Regions from separate parts of the Triticum aestivum genome. Here region 2 is linked to region 1. A link is a contact called in public Hi-C data. All regions are on one chromosome and are shown on one strand. The core of a region is the stretch at or near the end of the contact, and the rest is flanking DNA. Distances in the headings are between cores, read along the strand shown.

Region 1 (5,390 bases), core at 1,986-4,485:
GAAGTCGTCTCCCTTTCATTAGTATTCTCTTCATCTTCTATTTGTTTTTTTATGTAATTGGCAATATAAGGATTTTCAATACAATTCACCGCGCAATATATATAAATTTCCTCTAGATCAAAATGAAGGATTTTATCAAGGGCAAATTTTGGAATATCCTTAGTTCTACGTTTAATTTCTTCATAACCCAAGAGCAAACTAAGTTCATTATGATGTGCAAGAGAAATCAAGTCATCACAATTTTTGGACACGATACGCTCATGAAACAATTTGCATTGGGTACTAAAATGACCACGTTCATTGCAAAGTTCACAAGTAGGGCTAAGAAAAGATAATTTTTCAGCACATTCATCTAGCTCTTCTTGCAACAATTTGGTTTCTAAGTACTTATGCCTCTTACAATATCCATCTTCCCTATTTGGTGTGTACTTGTAAACCCAATCTACTCCACAAAAGTGACATGTTTATAGGAGGCATTTTCATCATAACTAGTGCAATCATCATTAGCATCATGGATATTCAGAGAATTCGTACTAACAACATTGCAATCATGCTCATCATTCAAAGATTTAGTGCCAAACATTTTATAGATTTCTTCTTCTAGCACTTGAGCACAATTATCCTTTCCATCATACTCACGAAGATATTAAAAAGATGAAGCGTATGAGACAAACTCAATTCCATTTTTTTGTAGTTTTCTTTTATAAACTAAACTAGTGATAAAATAAGAAACTAAAAGACTCGACTGCAAGATCTAAAGATATACCTTCAAGCGCTAACCTCCCCGGCAACGGCGCCAGAAAAGAGCTTGATGTCTACTACACAACCTTCTTCTTGTAGACATTGTTGGGCCTCCAAGTGCAGAGGTTTGTAGGACAGTAGCAAATTTCCCTCAAGTGGATGACCTAAGGTTTATCAATCCGTATGAGGCGTAGGATGAAGATGGTCTCTCTCAAGCAACCCTGCAACCAAATAACAAAGAGTCTCTTGTGTCCCCAACACACCCAATACAATGGTAAATTATATAGGTGCACTAGTTCGGCAAAGAGATGGTGAAACAAGTGGTATATGGATAGTAGATAAAGGTATTTGTAGTCTGAAATTATAAAAGCAGCAAGGTAACGAATGATAAAAGTGAGCGTAAACGGTATTGCAATGTGTGGAAACAAGGCCTAGGGTTCATACTTTTACTAGTGTAAGTTCCCTCAACAATACTAACATAATTGGATCATAAAACTATCCCTCAACATGCAACAAAGAGTCACTCCAAAGTCACTAATAGCGGAGAGCGAACGAAGAAATTATGGTAGGGTACGAAACCACCTCAAAGTTATTCTTTCCAATCAATCCGTTGGGCTATTCCTATAAGTGTCACAAACAGCCCTAGAGTTTGTACTAGAATAACACCTTAAGACACAAATCAACCAAAACCCTAATGTCACCTAGATACTCCAATGTCACCTCAAGTATCCGTGGGTATAATTATACGATATGCATCACACAATCTCAGATTCATCCATTCAACCAACACAAAGGACCTCAAAGAGTGCCCCAAAGTTATACCGGAGAATCACGACGAAAACGTGTGCCAACCCCTATGCATAGGTTCATGGGCGGAACCCGCAAGTTGATCACCAAAACATACATCAAGTGAATCACGCGATATCCCATTGTCACCACAGATATCCACGGCAAGACATACATCAAGTGTTCTCAAATCTTTAAAGACTCAATCCGATAAGATAACTCCAAAGGGGAAACTCAATTCATTACAAGAGAGTAGAGGGGGAGGAGAAACATAAGATCCAACTATAATAGCAAAGCTCGCGATACATCAAGATCGTGCCAAATCAAGAACACGAGAGAGAGAGAGAGAGAGATCAAACACATAGCTACTGATACATACCCTCAGCCCCGAGGAAGAACTACTTCCTCCTCGTCATGGAGAGCACCGGGATGATGAAGATGACCACCGGGGAAGGATTGCCCCCTCCGGCATGGTGCCGGAACGGGTCTATATTGGCTTTCGATGGCTACGGAGACTTCTGGTGGCGGAACTCCCGATCTAATCTCCTCATGGATGTTTTTAGGGTATATGGAGATATATAGGCGGAAGAAGTACGTCAGGGGGGCCACGAGGGGCTCACGAGCGTGGAGGGCGCGCCTAGGGGGGTGGGCGCGCCCCCTGCCTCGTGACCTCCTCGCAGATCCCCCGACGTGCACTCCAAGTCTTCTGGGCTTCTTTCCTTCCAAAAATGAGTTCCGTGAAGTTTTAGGTCAATTGGACTCCGTTTGATTTTCCTTTTCTTCGAAACCCTAAAACAGGGTAAAAACAGAAACTGGCACTGGGCTCTGGGTTAATAGGTTAGTCCCAAAAATGATATAAAAGTGTATAATAAAGCCCATAAACATTCAAAACAGTAGATAATATAGCATGGAGCAATCAAAAATTATTGATACGTTGGAGACGTATCACCCGACGCATGTACCGGATCTCTGCTCCGCTCACCCATGGCATGGCGTTTCCTCCAAAGCTCCTTCTTTGAGGGGGGCGGCTGCACCCATGGCGCCGAAGGCGGCACGGGAACAGGCTGCATCTCCGCCTCCGCCCGCGGTCCGCGGACCTCCGAGCCCTCCGACTCCGAGGAGATCCCCAACCCCGAGACCACCGGTCGCTCACCAGGTGGCCTGAAGGTGGAGGTCACAGATATCGGGCTCGAGGCCATGGCGCGGGAGCGGCGTGAGCGCGAGACACAGAGGGAGGAGAGGGGAGGTGGCCGCTGCGGTCGGAGTGACCCACGGCGTGAGCGCTGGGCGCGGTGGACGCCGGCGCCGGAGTGGCGCTCGGCGGGGGCGGGAAGGGGGGAGGGGCGAGGGCTTGGCACTAGTACTGAAATCGATCATTTCGACAACGGCGCACCAAGGACAGGACGTCGGCGAGCAGCCCGTCTGGGAGACCCATGGCCACGTCATCTACGGTCCGATCACCGGCTTCGGAGTATGGCCACGGCGTCAGGTCGGAGCGAAGCAGAGGCGGCGGCGATCGGGAGTTCCCTTCCGGGTCCGGCACAGAGAAGGACAGCCCCCACCCCCACGGTCCGAGCAACAGAAGGGCCCCAGCCAGAATCCAATGGCCGAGGAACCGATTCTCACGTCAGCGCCCGCCACACGGCACCAGCCAGCGGCCCAGGACCCATCCAGATCCGCGCGAAAACTCTGTTCGCCCCCGCCCGACCATCTCGCGGCGTTGGGTCGTCTTCCCCACCTCTCACTCCCCTTCGCCTCGCCTCTTCCTACTGGAGCACTGGTTCCGACCCCGACAGACAACTTGTTCCAAAAACTTCAAAACGCAACCCGCACGTCCCACCCCACCCCACCCCAATCCCTCGGGCGCCCGGACGGAGGGAACCCGAAATTTTCGGCTCCGCGTCGGCGCGCATCGTCCCTATCCGCCTCCGCCTCCGCCTCGAATCCCATCCCCATCTCGGAGCCGACCGAACAACCCCCCTCCCCCGACCGACCTTAAATCCCCACTCCTCGGCGCCGCCGGAACCCTAAGGACCCAAATCCGCCGCCCCGATTCGGGGTTCCAGGGCGTCGCGCGTCCCCACCCCCATGCCCTAGCCGCCGCCGGCGCCAGTGCCATGCTCGCCTCCCGCATCCCGCCCAAGCGCTGCACCGCCGCCGTCCCGTACGAGCTGGAGCCCCCCGCCGCCGCCGCCGAGGGCATGCCGCCCGCCAAGCGCCGCCGGGAGCGCGTCCTGCCCTCGCGGTTCAGGGACTCGGCCGTCCTCCTGCCGCCGCCCGCCAAGAAGGCCTGCAAGGCCCCCGCGCCGCCCAAGGTCGAGGACAGGGACGGCCAGGTGTACGAGGTGGAGGTGCGCGCCGTCGGCCCGAAAGGCTCCGCCTTTGGGGCCGTGCAGACCGAGGTGTGGACCGGCGAGCCCGCGCAGACGGAGGAGGAGCTGTACCGGGCATGCCGGAACATCAGCAGGAGCGGCAGTTCGGGCTGTTTCAGTGGAAGCGTTGTCACTTCCGTGAGCAATGCTGGTGAGAAATGCGCGCCGGAGAAGACGCCCGTGGTGGGCGCTGTGGTCCCGTCCACGAGCAATGCTGGTACTGGAAATGTCGGGCTGGAGGGGAGGTCCCCGGTGGTGGAGTGCAAGCCAAAGCAGGAGGCCGAGGTCAGGAGAGAGGATTTCTACTGGCCAGAGGATTTTGTGCTCGGGGACGTGGTGTGGGCAAGGTCGGGGAAGAAGAGCCCCGCGTGGCCGGCGTTAGTGATCAACCCGCTGCAGCACGCCCCGGAGGTTGTGCTCAACTCTTGCGTCCCCGGCGCGCTCTGCGTCATGTTCTTCGGTTACTCTGCCGGCGGCCAAAACAGGGTAATTTATTTATTACAGTTTCCTGGATAAGCGCTGCAGTTCTCTTTTCCTGGTTGAATTGGTTGGTTTATGAACCAAACGGTTCCTTTCTGTTTCTCTTTCCGTGGGCTCACATTACCGTCTTCATTTGTAGGACTATGGATGGGTCAAGCAAGGGATGATCTTTCCCTTTGTGGAGTACCTAGATAGGTTCCAGGGACAATCTCTCCATAAGCTTAAGCTCAAGCCAAGCAAATTCCGTGCAGCAATTGAGGAGGCTTTCCTTGCCGAGCGCGGCTTTTTTGAGCTCCAAATGGACGGGGTCTGCTCTCTGGACAAGTCTGTGAATGAGCAGTCTGTCACCGATGGCGCACGTGAAGTGACTGGTTCTAATAACGAGCAGGAGTGTCAATCTCATTCTCAGGTAATTGGACGTGTGGAGTTGTAATAGCTGAGCTTGTAGCTGCCTCATTTATTACAGTTCCTCGGCTAGGCTGCTATCTAATTTATTTACTGTGTTGCAGGTTGTCGTTAAATTAGCAGCATGTTGCGATAGCTGCGGTAATCGTCTTCCATCCAAGATTTCAAAGAAAAAGAAGCAAGAAACAGAGCAGTTACTTTGTAGGCACTGTGAAAAGGTATGTATGTCTCTGGCATGTGACTGAACGAAGGTGCTTCATATGTTCTAGTAACTCGATTCATTTCTATTTAGTGCCTTACATGGGTAAATACTATTATTTCTGCAGCTATTGCAGTCAAAGCAATACTGTGGCATATGCAAGAAAATTTGGCATCACACAGATGGCGGAAACTGGGTAAGCCTTGAAACCGCTTTGGTGATGGTATATAGATTATCTTCTCTTGATTTTTGTAGGCATTGACCTGCAATCCGTTTCTTGGCAGGTATGCTGTGATGAGTGCCAGATTTGGGTTCATGTAGAATGCGACCGGACATGCAGTGACCTGGAGGTTGTTTGTTCACCTTTGTTTGGTGTTGAGATTTTAATGTCATGATGTTTGTTATAT
Region 2 (5,390 bases), core at 1,083-3,582, 470 kb before region 1:
AGGGCCGACCTCTCAACCTCCCTCCTTTATATACGTGGGCAGGGGGCACCCCAAAGGCACTCCAAGATTTGTCTTAGCCGTGTGCGGTGCCCCCCTCCACAGTTACACACCTCAGTCATATCGTCGTAGTGCTTAGGCGAAGCCCTGGGTCGTTAACTTCATCATCACTGTAGCCACGCCGTCGTGCTGACGGAACTCTCCCTCGTCCTCAACTGGATCAAGAGCTCAAGGGACGTCATCGTGTTGAACGCGTGCTGAACACGGAGGTGCCGTACGTTCGGTACTTGGATCGGTTGGATCGTGAAGACGTTCGACTACATCAACCGCGTTACTAAACACTTCCGCTTTCGGTCTACGAGGGTACGTGGACACACTCTCCCGTCTCGTTGTTATGCATCTCCTACATAGATCTTGCGTGATCGTAGGAATACTTCTGAAATATTGCGTTCCCCAACAGAAGGCCCGTAAGGAAGTGCCGCCCGCCTTGCCATATAAGGGGGGCCGAATTGGACTAGGGGAGGAGTCCTACTCCCCCCCTTGGTTGACTCCCCAAGGAGGGACTTTCCCTCCTTGGTGGCTGCCCCCTCCTCCTCCTCCAACATATATATACTAGTTTTTTTGCTCTACTAATCATATATAAGTTTTGGAGCCTCCTCTAGTTCTTTTAGTTATATTTTGAATTGGTCCTGGTTGACTAATTAGAGCTAGGATAATCCTCTTGTCCTCATAATTAGAAGGCATGTGTGGTTCTAAACCCCTCCCTCTAATTCTCCGGCGACGATTAGCTCTGGACGGCGAAGCACTGCCGAATCGTGAAGGTTGCACGCTTGCAACCAAGTAGAGAGGCTGTGCTTTCGGTCTTCGGTTCGAGGGGCTGTTCGTGGGCGGTACGAGGGATCGTTCATCGATGGTTCGAGGGACTCCAAGTATGATCTACACCTGCACGTTCTTCTTCCGCTGTAACTCGGTGACGGTAACGATTGTGATTCCAACCCGTTATGCATCTTCATATTGATCTTGGGTGATCGTATGCATGATTTTTTTGTTTTCTACTACGTTTTCCAACACTCAAGATATGTTGATTGTGACACCACTTCATTTTTTGGTTAAAAATCTTGTCATGTCCTTTATTGGCCAGGCTCAACAACGACAAATTTATGTTGATGTCTTGTTGAAGACGTCGCGTACTTGCTATTGTATTGGTCTTTATTGGTTGGCCTCGGCAACCATGATGAAAATCATTGTTCAAGCCATTCCGACGGGATGTGCCGAAGATGACGCGAGAAAGTTTATCCTTTCTTGAAGGCGTTGCCGCGGAAGAAGTCGACTTAGTCGTAGGTGTTTATTTTCATATCTTATAATCGCTCGGCCGGGACCGTCTCTGTTATGTACTCTATTTATAATATAATAAGAATGATTGTGTGCATCGCGTTGATGCACAGGCCGGGGGTTTAACCTCCTTTTTTTTAAAACATGGTATCCACCATAGGCCTTAACCTCTATTGCTGCATGCTCTTACCGTCTTCGTAGGATCTGACCATGATTACAGGAGCCATTGTTTTTGTTGCACTTGTTGCAATGACTGTTCTTGTTCGAGCTGTTGTAAGGAAGAGAAGACCATGCACTGCGTATGGGCCGATGCATGAATGATCACATCAGATTTGATTATCTAAACCAATTTTTTTTGACATTGTGGTGTGTTGTGTAAATTTTCGGATCAGATTGGGTTAATTTTGTTGCAATGGACGTCATTTGTTAAGCTTTTTGACGATTTGGTATGTGAACTTGACATGTATGGCCGTTTGTTTTTGGATGTGTTGGATGAACTTGCTACCTTATGATATTGCACTTGAAATTTGTGTTATGTTGATGTCATATAGTATGTGTCATGCTTGTCAATATATATTGTTATGTTGTTTGTCTTGAAAATACAAATGAAATGCTGCCAAAATTTTGAATTTTATGTTGTACCATTTTTATTTGAAATGCTGCGATGAACAGGACATTTTTTTTTTTTTTGAAATGAGCTAGCGTGACAATTGACATTGGGCAGCACATACTCCAGATTATCGTCCCTTAAGCGCACGAGAAACAACTGCGCGAGAAAAGATCACCAAGGTTGAGACCGAAAACAAAAACGGGACACAAGCGAACGGAAAGTCCCACCAAAATTACCGCGCTGCCCCTGATCCGCGGCCAATACCAACCGCTGCCCACGCTCAGCCGACGCAACCGCACGGTGGGTATTTTCGTCACGCCCGCCTGCTACACGCCACACGCGACGCCCTAGCGGAAACAGAAACTTTCTTTGGAAGGAAAAAAAAGATAAATCCCCAAAAAATCCGCGATCGCGTCCCTTCTCTCGCCCCCGCCCGTTCCCCTCCTCCAATCCCCAATCCCAATCCCTCCTCCGCCTATCCGGCCGCTGCTCGTATCCCATTCCGATTCGATTCGATTCGATTCCTCCAAGCCTCCACCCGCCGCGCCGCCGCCTGTCTCCGAATCCTAGTCCAGTTCGCTCTGCCCCGCCCCCCGCCGCCTCGTCGTCGGACTCGAGCCCCGGTGAATCCCCGCAGCCTCCCCGGAAGTTTCCGCATCTGCTTGCTTATATATGCTCGGAGCGTCCTCGGCGGTTCCCGCGGTGAGACGAGGAGTTCCGGTGGATTTGCGTACGCTCTGCCCGGGTTCCGCCCCTCTGCTGAGGATTCAGGGGGCGCAGGGTTTCATAATAGGCGCCGCTCCGGCGAACCTTTGGCCGTGGGATTGAGGTTTGGAAGCCGCCACGATGCCGAGGAGCACGCGACGCAGGTCCCGCAAGCACGACCGGGAGGAGCGGGACAGGTCGGACTCCGACGAGGATCCGCGGCCGCGGGAGCACGAGGACTGGAAGGCGGCCGCCGTTAGGGCCTCCAAGTGCTCGGAGGACCACGAGAAGCGGCCTGCAAAGCTTTCCAACGCGGGCGAGGCATCTGGTTCGTCGGCTGACGGGCAGAAGAAGAGGAAGAGCAGAGGGGAGAAGGATAATGCCACCGGGGATGACAGGTGGAGTTACGGCGAAGAGGATGAGAGAGTCGGTTACCATGACTCGAAGAAGTCCAGGAGTTCAGATGGTGATGAGAAGGGGAAGTCTGCAAGGAAGTCTAGTAAGGAGTATGATAGGGCCAACGAGGTTGCCGGAAGGAAGTCAGATAAAGAGGCATTATTGTTGGAGGAGCATACTTCCGGCGAGCATCACCGAGTGAAGGAGAGGGGGAGGGAGCTTGAGCCAGAGAAGTCAAAGGAAAGCAAGCAAGTGTTGACGCTGAAGGAAGACAGCACAGATCAGCAGCATAAGATTGTGAAGGATAGGAGTAAGGATCATGAAAAGGGGAGTGAGCGCAGGCATGATGCATCACTGAAAGCTACGCCAAGAAACAAAGAGGTGAAAACACGAGATTTGGACAGCGATAAAACGAAGAATTATTCCAATGGAGGAACTGATGGTAGGTATTTTTCAGCTTGCTCTTCATACTTAAAACTTGTTGGTAGATAGATAGTCATGATGAAGTATCACTTGCTATACTGGCCAAAGGATCATATGGAACATGAACACCTACCAGATTGCATAGTTCTTGTTGAGATATCGGTAACAACAGAAGGAGAAACTTCAAATGCTCAAGTTACTAAACTTAAAATTAGACTAGAATCTAATATTATATGATGTTATGAGTTTATGACCATATGAAAACTTTATTACTTGACCTTTGTCTGACTTTACTCATCGTGAAGAACATAACCTCCATTATGTAACATTTGCCTTAATCTGGTCCTATCTCACATCTGCTTGTCTTGTACTTCCTTGACTAGTGAATTTTTTTAATATAGGAAGAATCCCTGGCTTTTGTTTCATGTAGTATGACTCATGAGTCACAGTATTATAGCTTTGCCCACAGTCTAGTGAGAGTTGGTGTTGCTATTTGTTGTTTGTGCATGCTATTCTACCTGGCTATTTCCTCTGCTTCAACCAGAATTCCATACTACATGTCAGCTAAAATTTTAGTTTTCATGATACCTTGCAAATTACTTATGGCTTCTGCTTCTCTTGTTATCCTTGATCCTTCCCAAAGGTATAAACATATGTTGGTACTACCCATGAGTCACCCACCTTGCATTGGGATTGAGTGCATATAAGGGCCTAAATCTAACGTTTATATTGAGCACCCACATGCCATATGGATTTGCATGCCAGTGTCAGTTAGTTGTGCAAAATTGGTGACACATCTTTGCTCATTTAAGCCTGCACAAATGTTGCATGCTTTTGTACAATATATTAAACCTTTACATTGTATGTACACACATGTGTGAGTTGCAGAGTTCAACTGTCTAGTTTGTTTTGATGATTTATTGATTAGGATTGTGTTAGGCTGCACACACAATTATGCGGGTTTACATGTCTGGGCGGAGGGAATGTAATTTATAAGTAAATGAACCATGTTTTCAGTTGACAAGATGGATATGTGTAATAAGTTTTATTGTGGCTTGTTTCTATGAAGTGGTAGAATGGATGTGATTCGAAATAGTTTATGCTGTCTTATTTGTTATCTTTTTTTTGCGGGTCTTATTTGTTATCTATTTGTTTTTATCAATTTTCAAAATAAGCTCTCTGACGATCATAGCCACTCAACAATTATCTAGTCTTGTCCATCACTTCATTTGTTATATTTGTGTATGCTCTGTATACTTCTTCTCATAAGGATACAGCCTACATCATGATTATTTGCTATGGTTTAATTAGCCTACAAAATCCAGCAAGTGGTAATATGGTCATAATCTTAGGACCGTAATACCGTAGTAATCAAGAGAGTATTGGTGTGGGTTTGTTGGGAGCTGGGCCTTCTGATCATGTTTTATATATCTGAAGCATTTATATATAATTTCTATTGATATTATTTTATTTGTCTTTCTATTAGCAGACCGTCATCGTGAAGATGAGTTGCACGATGGAGAATCTGAAAAGAATGGGAGGCACAGGAAAACAAAGGAACAGTCTGCTGCGAAAGATGAGTTACAAAGCAGCAGCAAGGGAAGGCAAACCATGCCTCGGGATGCTCGTACCAAAACTGATGGATGTTACGAGCAGCAACACACAGATGAGAAATTGAAAGATGACATGCCTAGAGGTGTGGAAAAACATAGAGAAGAAAAATATAGAGATGATAGGTCCAAAGCTCAGGACAGGCATAAAAGTAACAAACACAAAGACGATAGGCATAAAGATGAGGAACTGCATAGAGATGAAAGGTACAAAGAGGAAAGGTTGAGACATGAAGATAGACATAGGGATGTAAAATACAAAGGGGAAAGAACTAAAGAGGAGGACCGATATAAGGACGAAAGATACAAAGATAAGC

The links. Hi-C and Micro-C count contacts between places; a contact is called where the count stands out from the background.
Region 2: a Hi-C map of leaf shows a contact between it and region 1, with 2.8 times the contacts expected there. The contact joins the promoter of LOC123060693 here to the promoter of LOC123060691 in region 1. A contact is called at or near these places in 2 of 5 Hi-C or Micro-C datasets (both in leaf) and 1 of 1 datasets of contacts at active chromatin or transcription factors (leaf).

What each region holds. Positions count from the first base shown.
Region 1 is chr3A:135,550,309-135,555,698 of IWGSC CS RefSeq v2.1, reverse strand. It overlaps LOC123060691 (histone-lysine N-methyltransferase ATX4), which reads left to right and starts at 3,235. Exons shown (of 22, transcript XM_044483511.1): 1 at 3,235-4,385; 2 at 4,519-4,788; 3 at 4,889-5,002; 4 at 5,111-5,179; 5 at 5,268-5,333. The coding sequence starts at 3,645.
Region 2 is chr3A:136,016,918-136,022,307 of IWGSC CS RefSeq v2.1, reverse strand. LOC123060693 reads left to right here and starts at 2,332. Exons shown (of 5, transcript XM_044483514.1): 1 at 2,332-3,482; 2 at 4,953-5,390. The coding sequence starts at 2,786.